Regions from separate parts of the Arachis hypogaea genome. Here region 2 is linked to region 1. A link is a contact called in public Hi-C data. All regions are on one chromosome and are shown on one strand. Each heading gives the region's core, a stretch centred on a gene start, on an enhancer-like site or on the middle of the called end of the contact. The rest is flanking DNA. Distances are from core to core; before and after follow the strand shown.

Region 1 (4,411 bases), core at 1,444-3,943:
GTATCAGATGTAAATTGTAGCACATTATACAGTGTACAAGGGATTGGGGAGTAGTTATATTGTAAACCCCGTTGTATTTTTCTAGTGTTTCTTGAGTGATTAAAGTGGGTTTTTTAACCTTTGCCTTGAGAACACTTTTTTAAGAAGTTAAAAGCTTATTTATTGAAAAAATAAAGATGTTTGAAGTTTATAATTATATTAATTTCACAAAAAATGTAAAACTTTCCACTAATATATACTTAAAGAGTACATGAAAAACACTCGTTGGTAAAATTATATTCAAATAATCAAATGTAACCAAATTTGTGATTATCCCTAATCAATTTCGTTTTCAAAGTAATTAAGTTGTTAGTTATGTTTTGTCTTCTCTGTTCTCTCGTCTATTTCTTTAAGTTTTCATGCAGACCTAATTGAAACTACTTTCTCTAGGATAGTGTCTGTTTAGTTTTCTTTCTCTTTGGCCTTTTATGTACCGATGTCTATAAAAAAAAGTTATGTAAAATATAAAATTATTTTTACATTAAATTAAAATTGAGGTTATACTTATGGCTGGATAAATAATTATTTTACACGATTTATTTAATTTTTTTTTATAGAAAACTCTATTTGATATTCTTCACATGATTCGAAGTTATAATATAATTATTTATCTACATAACTAATGATAAATAAAATGAGTTTAATTTTAATATATTAATATTGTAAAATATTTAGTCAAATAAATGATACTGAATTGCATATGATATGGATGAAGTCTTGACTTGTGAACATCATAAATCATTGAGATTGTGAAAAACAAAAATCATGCGCCTAAATTTATCCTCAGTTCCACAGGTGCTTATTCGCGAATTATATGACTAAGTATATCTTTATAGTTATTCAAGATTTATGCACAAGAGTTTGTTTCATGAATTCTACACAAACATCATGGAGAGCAACCTCTGAAGAGTTTGCCTATGTTATTTCCTCCTGGGTTTGATATCCACGGTTCATGGCGTTCTAAATTAGCATTGGAGTACCTTGAAGAAAACAGCAGGGCCCTGTTCTTACGCTTCAAATCTTCCACCTCCAAGTGAAGCCTTCTTATGGTTTCTCTCTTTTCGTCATTTCTTCTTGCCAACTCTATAAATTGGTTCACATTATCTTTTGTAAGCTTGGCAATTTGAAACTCCATTGCCGACCACTTATTGTCGCATTTAAAGTCCACCATTGATGGATCTTCGAGGTTTATTTCTGAATCAGCAATCTTCATAGAATCATTTCTATTGATAGAGAGATTAGTCATTCCTTCTTCTATTTCAGTGTCTCTACCTTCAAGCTCTGGTTTAAGTTTCATGCTGCATGAGTCAGCTGATAAAAACTCATGGTATTCACCTTCTTGCTTATTTGATAAAGAATTTGTATTGGTACAATCAAAATTGATATCAGAACCCTTCAGGGGAGATTTTGATATACCAGAAGATAATAAAGATCTTGAATGAAAGACATCATTTTCAGAGGTTTTATAGGTACCATCAGATATTTTGCACTTGAGTTGGTTATGTGCTATCGCTAAAGCGCGGTAAGACTGGCCAAATTCTTCAAGCATGCACATGAAGTCTTCTCTCCATTTATAATCTCTGTGTTCGTGGTTTGGAGAGTTGCTGCCACCCTCTAAAATGGTCATCATGGCTTCCAGTTTCTCATCCAAATCTGTAAATTGATCAAATACCCAGGGACTTTTGAGTAAAATGTGCAGCACAACTAATCTAGAGCACGAACATTTTGAATGATGTGTGCTTACCAGAATTCCTATGATTTAATCATACGAGGGACCTTCTCCATATACCCAGAGATGGATGCAGTTCTTAACTAAACTGAGGTATTTTATTAGTAGGATATAGATACTATATATATATTTTTCCCTTATCATCTTATACTTTGACCCCACACTAATCTAGTATTTACATAAACTTCTTTACTATACACATATTTACTGAACCTGACCACGTTTGATTACTGTTTCTGGAGAGTGTTTTTTCAATACTAATCTAGTAGACTTCAAACATTTTGGTTGTGTTCTAATCCCTACCTTTTACTTAGTTATAGTGGCAAATAATTGGATCCTAGAAGAAGACATGTCTTGCTCCCTAAGACATCGGAAATATGTCACATAACCAATTTTCTCCCCGACTCATCTTCCACAACCACTCTAATAATCTTGTTGCCCAACTTTGTTGTACGGAAAATCCAAATCAAAGAAAGCTGACAACTAATTATAAAGAACTATCCTAAATAAATTTAACTTTCCTTCATGTTGCATGCAAATCAAATGACCTTTTGCTTTGTCAAAACAATAACCTGACAACACAAAAGGTCATGCATTTTTTATTTAACATGTAAAATGAAGCAAAGCTATTGAACTTTGGCATATATATATATATATATATATATATATATATATATAGGAGAGAGAAAGAGAGAGACCTGATATGGTTGTTTGAAGCCATTGAGACTTGTAGATATGTGCAGAACTCCAAGATTCATGATCATTATTTTCCATGAACAAATTTGTTATCGGTTATTATCACAGAACAAGATAATTTATCAGAAGAGGACCAAAGAAGGAGCAACAGGGTAAAGTGTAAAGGATCAAGTAAAGAATATGAAAAGGTAGGTGCAGTTCCAGGATCTGTGTGGCAGCAGCTAAACGTTAAGCAGATTCTTTTTCAAATTGGAACGCATTCTCAAAGAACCAAATAAATGTAGTTTTTCAAATGCGCCCATTATTTCTCATTAATCTCCTGATGGATTTTCTGGGAAGCAGTATAATTTGTGTTTCCTTATAATATACGTACTAATTAATGAGTTTAATTTCGAATATGCAGCTGTATTCAGAATACAGTTCACAGTAGAATCAATTATTAATTTATTATTGATGGAAAAATACAACATAATTTATTGTACCGCGTATAGTAATATACACATGGTTGAAGAATTGAAGGCTTAGGTACAAGTACGATAAAAGTTTGAATCACATGGTCGTGATGGTCTTTTTTTAAAAAATAAATAAATTAAAATTTACGGAGGTATGGTCCTGATTGTCAGATTCATCTCAATGGACCATTTCTGACCAAAAAGGAAAAAAGGAAAAATGAAAAATTAAAGGAACTACTATTTTTATTTTCTAAATTTAATTTTTGACAACGATCTCTTCAAAAGTTGTCATTTTGGGCTTTTAACAATGGTTTTATACTTTTATTCGGACAAAATGATTTTTTTAATCAAATTCGTCTTTTAAAAATTTAAATTAATCATTTTTTGTCATTTTTTTGTTAATAGTGTCAAAATTTATTAATATGACACTTTAAATGACATCCAATAAGTCACCAAAAATAAATGACATCTAACAGACACTTAGAAGTCTTAATTGATTATTAATATAATAAATTTATGAAATTAAATCAAATCAAAATCTAATGGAGAGAAAATCTTAAGGCATTAGAATCTCTCAATTTGAGTTTGATTTGATCTAATTTCATAAACTAATCATGTTAATACATTCAGACTATTAGGTATGTGTTGTGATATTATTTAAGTACCATATCAATAAATTCTCAATGGAAGTGACGAAAGGATCAATATGATTAATTTAAAATCTTTAAAAGATAAATTTAATTAAAAAAATCTTTTAATGATCAATTTAAAAAACGAGTGACTAATTTGACTATTTACTATATATAGGTGATTCACTTTGGTGTTGGCTGAAAATTAGCGAAAGCCCTGGATAAACAGGACCGCGAGGACCTGTAAAAGAGTCCAATATCTAAATAAGTAACTGTTAGATGATTGAAATAAACTCAAAACTAAGTAATGTTATAAAAGGGTTAGTGACCCAAATTTCTTGAAAATTAAGTCGTTGAGTTCTTGTGTAAGGTGTTTCCTAACTTATTAATGTGTGTTTAGATTACACTTTATAAACGAGAGTTCGCATAAAATTGATTTTGTAAACTTGATTTTGATAAAAAATAAATTTGTGTTAAAATAATTTATGTTTGGTAATTTTTGTATCAAAATGAAGTATAGTAAAATAAATGTTGTTTGGTTTATACCATTCAAAATTATTTTTAGATAAAAAAATTACTAAAAAAAACATCAACTTGAATAATTTTTTTATATTATCCTATCATTTTAATTTAGATATTTAAATAGATCTTATTAGTTAATTTTATAATAAAATTAAGAGTAAATTACCAATTATGCCCCCAAATTTGTAAAACGCTGACATAAATACCCCTAATATTTGTTAACGACAATCATACCCTTGAAAATTTTAAAAACGGAACAAATCTGCCCAACTGTGAGGAGAACCCTTCTCCGTTAAACGGAACTTTGTGATGTGGCAAACGGAAGTCCAACGTGGCATCCGTAT
Region 2 (4,530 bases), core at 989-3,488, 73 kb after region 1:
GCATTATGTATTTCTTCTTTTTCTTTGTTTAATTCTTTTCTTCTTTTTTTCTTATTTTATTCTTGTTAAGAGAAAAAAAATAAAAGAATATGAGAAGGTGAAACAAAGAAGAAAAGATGAACAAAAAAAGAAGATAATGATGATGATGATAGGGAGTTTTGAGTTAGGCAAAATTTATCAGAAAATAGCACCGAAGATGGGGAGTTTTGAGTTATGCAGAATTTCAGAAAATAACATCAAAACTTTTTAATTGACACTGAAATTTCTTAACCGTGACATGGGTTCTTGTTAAGAGGGTGAAACAAGAATTATAAGGATGTGAAAGAAGAAGAATGAGAGTTTTAAATTGTGCATAATTTATCAAAAAATAGCACTAAAACTTTTTAACTGTGACACGGGAAGTTTTTTAATTTTGACTCCGAAATTTCTAACCGTGACACAAGTTCTTATTAAGAGGATGAAATAAGAACTATGAGAATGTGAAACAAGAAAAACAAGAAGAAGAAGGGTGAAATAAGAACTATGAGAATGTGAAACAAGATGACGATGATGATGATGATATTGTGCATAATTTATCAGAAAATAATACCAAAATTTTTTAACCATGACACAGAAAGTTTTTTTATTTTGACGCCAAAATTTTTTTACCGTGACACAGATTTTTGTTGGAGGGTGAAATAAGATTATAAGAACTATGAAAATGTAAAACAACAAGAAGAAAATGATGATGAAGAAGAAAAAGGAGGAGGAGGAGGAGGTGTTTTGAATCGTATAGAATTTATTAGAAAAATAGCACCGAAATTTTTTATCCGTAAAGGACATTTCTTAATTTTGACACCGAAATTTCTTAACTTTGATATAGAAATTTTTTTAACCGTGTTATTTCCAACTAAATGATATAATTTTCTTATCATTGAACTAGTTGAGTAGTATTGAATTCATATATAAAAAATTTAGCCATTTTTGTGTCATTTACAATAAATTGATGTATTTTTTTAGTTCTAAAATATATTTGAATGTATTTTGTAAGTTGAGTGGGTTAAGGTTTTGGTTGTGTTTTTTTTTTTTAATTTCTTGGATCATTTACCAAAAATTTCTTTGTCATTTCTAACTAAATGATGTGTTTTGTTATCACTAAATTGATTGTGTAGTATTAAACTAATATATAAGAGATTTAGAAATTTAGTCATTTTTGTATCATTTATAACAATTTGATGTGTCTTTTGAATCTAAAACACATTTAAATATTTTTTGTGGTTGATTGAGTCAGTTTTAAACTTGTGGTCCTTTGAATATTTTTGTGTTATTCACAAAAGTTGTATTATTCATAAAAAAATTATGTGTCATTTACAACTAAATGATATGTTTTTATTATTGTTAAGAAGATGATGATAATAAAAGAGGAGGAGGAGGAGGAGTAAGAGAAAGAGGTTGTGGTGGTAATGGTGACAATGTCAACGATATCGAAAGAAAAATGAGGGAGAAAAAAAAGAGAAGAAAAGGAGCAAGAGTGTAAGAAGAAGAAGAAAAAATGCATGTACAATAAGTGACGCGTAGATATAAAATACATTATAACAACTTAGGTTGAACTCAGGTATTTCGCTTGGTTGTGTAACTTTTTCATTAAAATAAATAGTACACGCATGTTACTTCTGTATTTTATACTACTAAATTTTTCCTTTGCTATAAACAGTTCTTTTTCTTTTTGAGATAGTTATTAGACCTTAAATTATCAAGAATAAACTACCATTTGTACCTACGAAAGTTTTAAACGCTGACAAATATATCACAAAACAATAAAATTAAAATTGTATCCATAAAAGATCGGTTTTATACGACAAAATTATCCAAATCTTAAAAAACTATTCAAAAATCTCAAACTACCCTCCTCTCCACCACTGCTACCATCGTCTTCTCTCTTTCCCCAAATCAACCCCCACCGCAATCAAAGGGCTCTCTCTCTCCTCCCAAATCGACCCCACTGCAAAGTGAAGCTTCCAGGTAACTTCATTGCTGATAGGGAAAACAGAAAAAAAAGGGGGATTATTTCATATTTGAAAGACTTCCATTACCAAAAACACAACACGTGCATTCTAGATTGCACACAAGAAACGCAGAAAGACAAAAATCAAAACATGGAGTACTATGACGCTAAGTTTCTCTACCGCTATGGCGGTGGCGAGATCAAACGCTGCCCTAATGACTCTAAGATCTCCTATGTTGGTGGCCACAACAATATCCTCTATGTTAGCTGCGAAATCGACTTCACCGCCATGCTCGCCGAACCCTCCGCTCTCTTTGATGCTGCCGGGGTTGATTTGGAAGGGGAGAGAGAGAGAGAAATTTGGCTGCGATGGGGATTGACTTGGAGAGAGCGCGCGAATGAAGATAACAGTGGTGGAGAGGAGGGTAGTTTAGGATTCTTGGATAGTTTTTTATGGTTTGGATGATTTTGTCGCACATAACCGATCTTTCATGAGTACAACTTTAATTTTATTATTTTGTGGGTACATTTTATCAGCATTTAGAACTTTCATTGATACAAATGGTAGTTTATTCAATTATCAATGTATTTAGAACTTTTGTGGATACAAATGGTAGTTTATTCAATTATCAATGTATTGTCTATGGAATTATTTTTCTAAACCAAACATGAATTCATTTCAGTCCGGCTCGTAGGTTTACATCTGGTTTATACTAAAGTGTATTAACAAAATGGCATAAATGCCTAGCACAATTAGAAGTAATATTTAAATTTCCCAGGAAAATGATGGCAAAAAATTATTGCAACAGTGTAGTCAAAAAATAATGTTTGCAACACTAACTGTACATTTATAATAGCAGCTCCCCGGTGTACGCTGTTGCGCTGGTTCCTTGTTCAGCCCTTGAGGCAACTTAATTCCTTAGTTTTTACTTTTTAATGTTCACAGGAACCACCAAAGTTTTGAAAAATGTGTTCACTCTATTGTGAAAATTAGAGGAACTGATAAATATCCAGCTAATATGTAAGGAGGACTTACAACAACAGATGCCAATCGAGTAACCATTACTGCAGATGAAGTTGAAGATGATTGACATTGAGTTGAACTCATAGCACACTGATGATTGATCAAGCCTAATTTGAAACTAGAATGTTTGACTTCAAGAAGGCAAGACGGTTCTTGGTTAAATTGATCTTCTCTTCAGCTTCGGCTGCTTTTTCTTGCACTCCGCGGACCACATCTTCCGGGGCCTTCTCTACAAACTGAAGAACGGGACAGAAAACAGTAGTTGGCACCAATTACTTCATTGCATTTATTCTAGAGGAATTTTATACTTAATATTATACGATAATACAATTAGACACTTTGCAATAGTAGAAAATTCCAGCTAACTAACAATATAATTTGATGAAAGCTAGCAAGTTAACAATAACAAGATCTGATAAGAATAATATAGGAACAAAATAGCAGAGCAGAATTCTTTGGCAACTAAGTTGAATTGCACAATTGAACCGTGTAACAAGACATCATCTGCACACTTCAGAAATTCTGGAGGTTGTAAAGAACATTTCATACCTTTGGGGAACTAAGTTTAGCTTTGAATCCATCATACTCCTTTTGCATCTTGGAAAGGCGCTTTGTAAGACGTTCAACTTCAGCAGAAATATCAACCATATCAGCTAGAGGGAGATATGCCTCTAGTCCTTCACCAGCCACAAGGTGAACCGATTGATCTGCATCTCCTGAATAACAATCCACCAAAGAAACCAACAAATTTGAATCAGCAACCAGTTATTAATTGAAACAAGAAAAACAGTTGATTGGATAAAGTGAAGGAAAGATGCAATGTCAGCCTTCATTCAAGTAGCATGAAATCAAGCAGAAATCATCATGCCTGGAGGAGAATTCGTAAAATGAAGATTTTGTAAATCAAGCCGAGAGAGAAGAGCTAAAACTTCTTTTTCTTCCTGCAAGAAGCAAAAGATACAAGTTAGTGCTACTAAGAAGAAAAAGAAAATGACAGGTATTAGGTCTGGTTATTGAGAAATGAGAAAATGAAAATTAAACCACACTTACAGCTACATATTGGATAACTTCATTGCTTGCAACCACAGATGCTGATATCCGCTTTGCAGGCTCAACTGAATATTCTGCCCGAGCATTCCGGATAGCTCTAACCTTGAAATATTAAAACAAAGTTTGCATATAATAAGATTAACATAAATCAAACTACTAATCGGAAATTGATTCCTTAAATACAAGAGAATATACAAAATACAAATATACACACCAAAGCTTGCAAAATTTCAAACTTTTTTATAGAGCTGGTGTTCCTTGGGAGTTGGGTCTGTGGCCAAGGTGATACAATAAGGGCAAGTTTCCGGTTGGGGAGTGCCTGTTAATTGTAAAAAATAAAACTTCAGAAAACAATCGTCTTATGATCACTTATATTGAAAGAATATTGACTTAGACTGCCACTAATAAATTTGACGTATGATAAAGGATTAATTTGAATGTAAATATAAATATGCAATATCAATTTGAAAAA

The links. Hi-C and Micro-C count contacts between places; a contact is called where the count stands out from the background.
Region 2: a Hi-C map of an unstated tissue shows a contact between it and region 1, with 2.8 times the contacts expected there. The contact joins the enhancer-like site here to the promoter of LOC112754757 in region 1. A contact is called at or near these places in 2 of 8 Hi-C or Micro-C datasets (leaf and an unstated tissue).

Annotation. Positions count from the first base shown.
Region 1 is chr16:119,725,127-119,729,537 of arahy.Tifrunner.gnm2.J5K5, forward strand. It overlaps LOC112754757 (protein NETWORKED 3C-like), which reads right to left and starts at 2,694. Exons shown (of 2, transcript XM_025802513.3): 1 at 2,467-2,694; 2 at 806-1,692. The coding sequence starts at 2,542. The coding sequence ends at 926. It overlaps LOC112754756 (probable polyribonucleotide nucleotidyltransferase 1, chloroplastic), which reads left to right. Exons shown (of 25, transcript XM_025802512.3): 25 at 1-117.
Region 2 is chr16:119,798,588-119,803,117 of arahy.Tifrunner.gnm2.J5K5, forward strand. It overlaps LOC112754761 (valine--tRNA ligase, chloroplastic/mitochondrial 2), which reads right to left. Exons shown (of 26, transcript XM_025802516.3): 22 at 4,273-4,377; 23 at 4,059-4,160; 24 at 3,877-3,949; 25 at 3,558-3,724; 26 at 2,581-3,244. The coding sequence ends at 3,116. Among protein-coding and RNA genes, the nearest start is that of LOC112754761, 15 kb to the right of the region's middle. Within about 2 kb of position 2,239, at least 1 of the 3 cell types and tissues checked has open chromatin away from gene starts, as enhancers often do.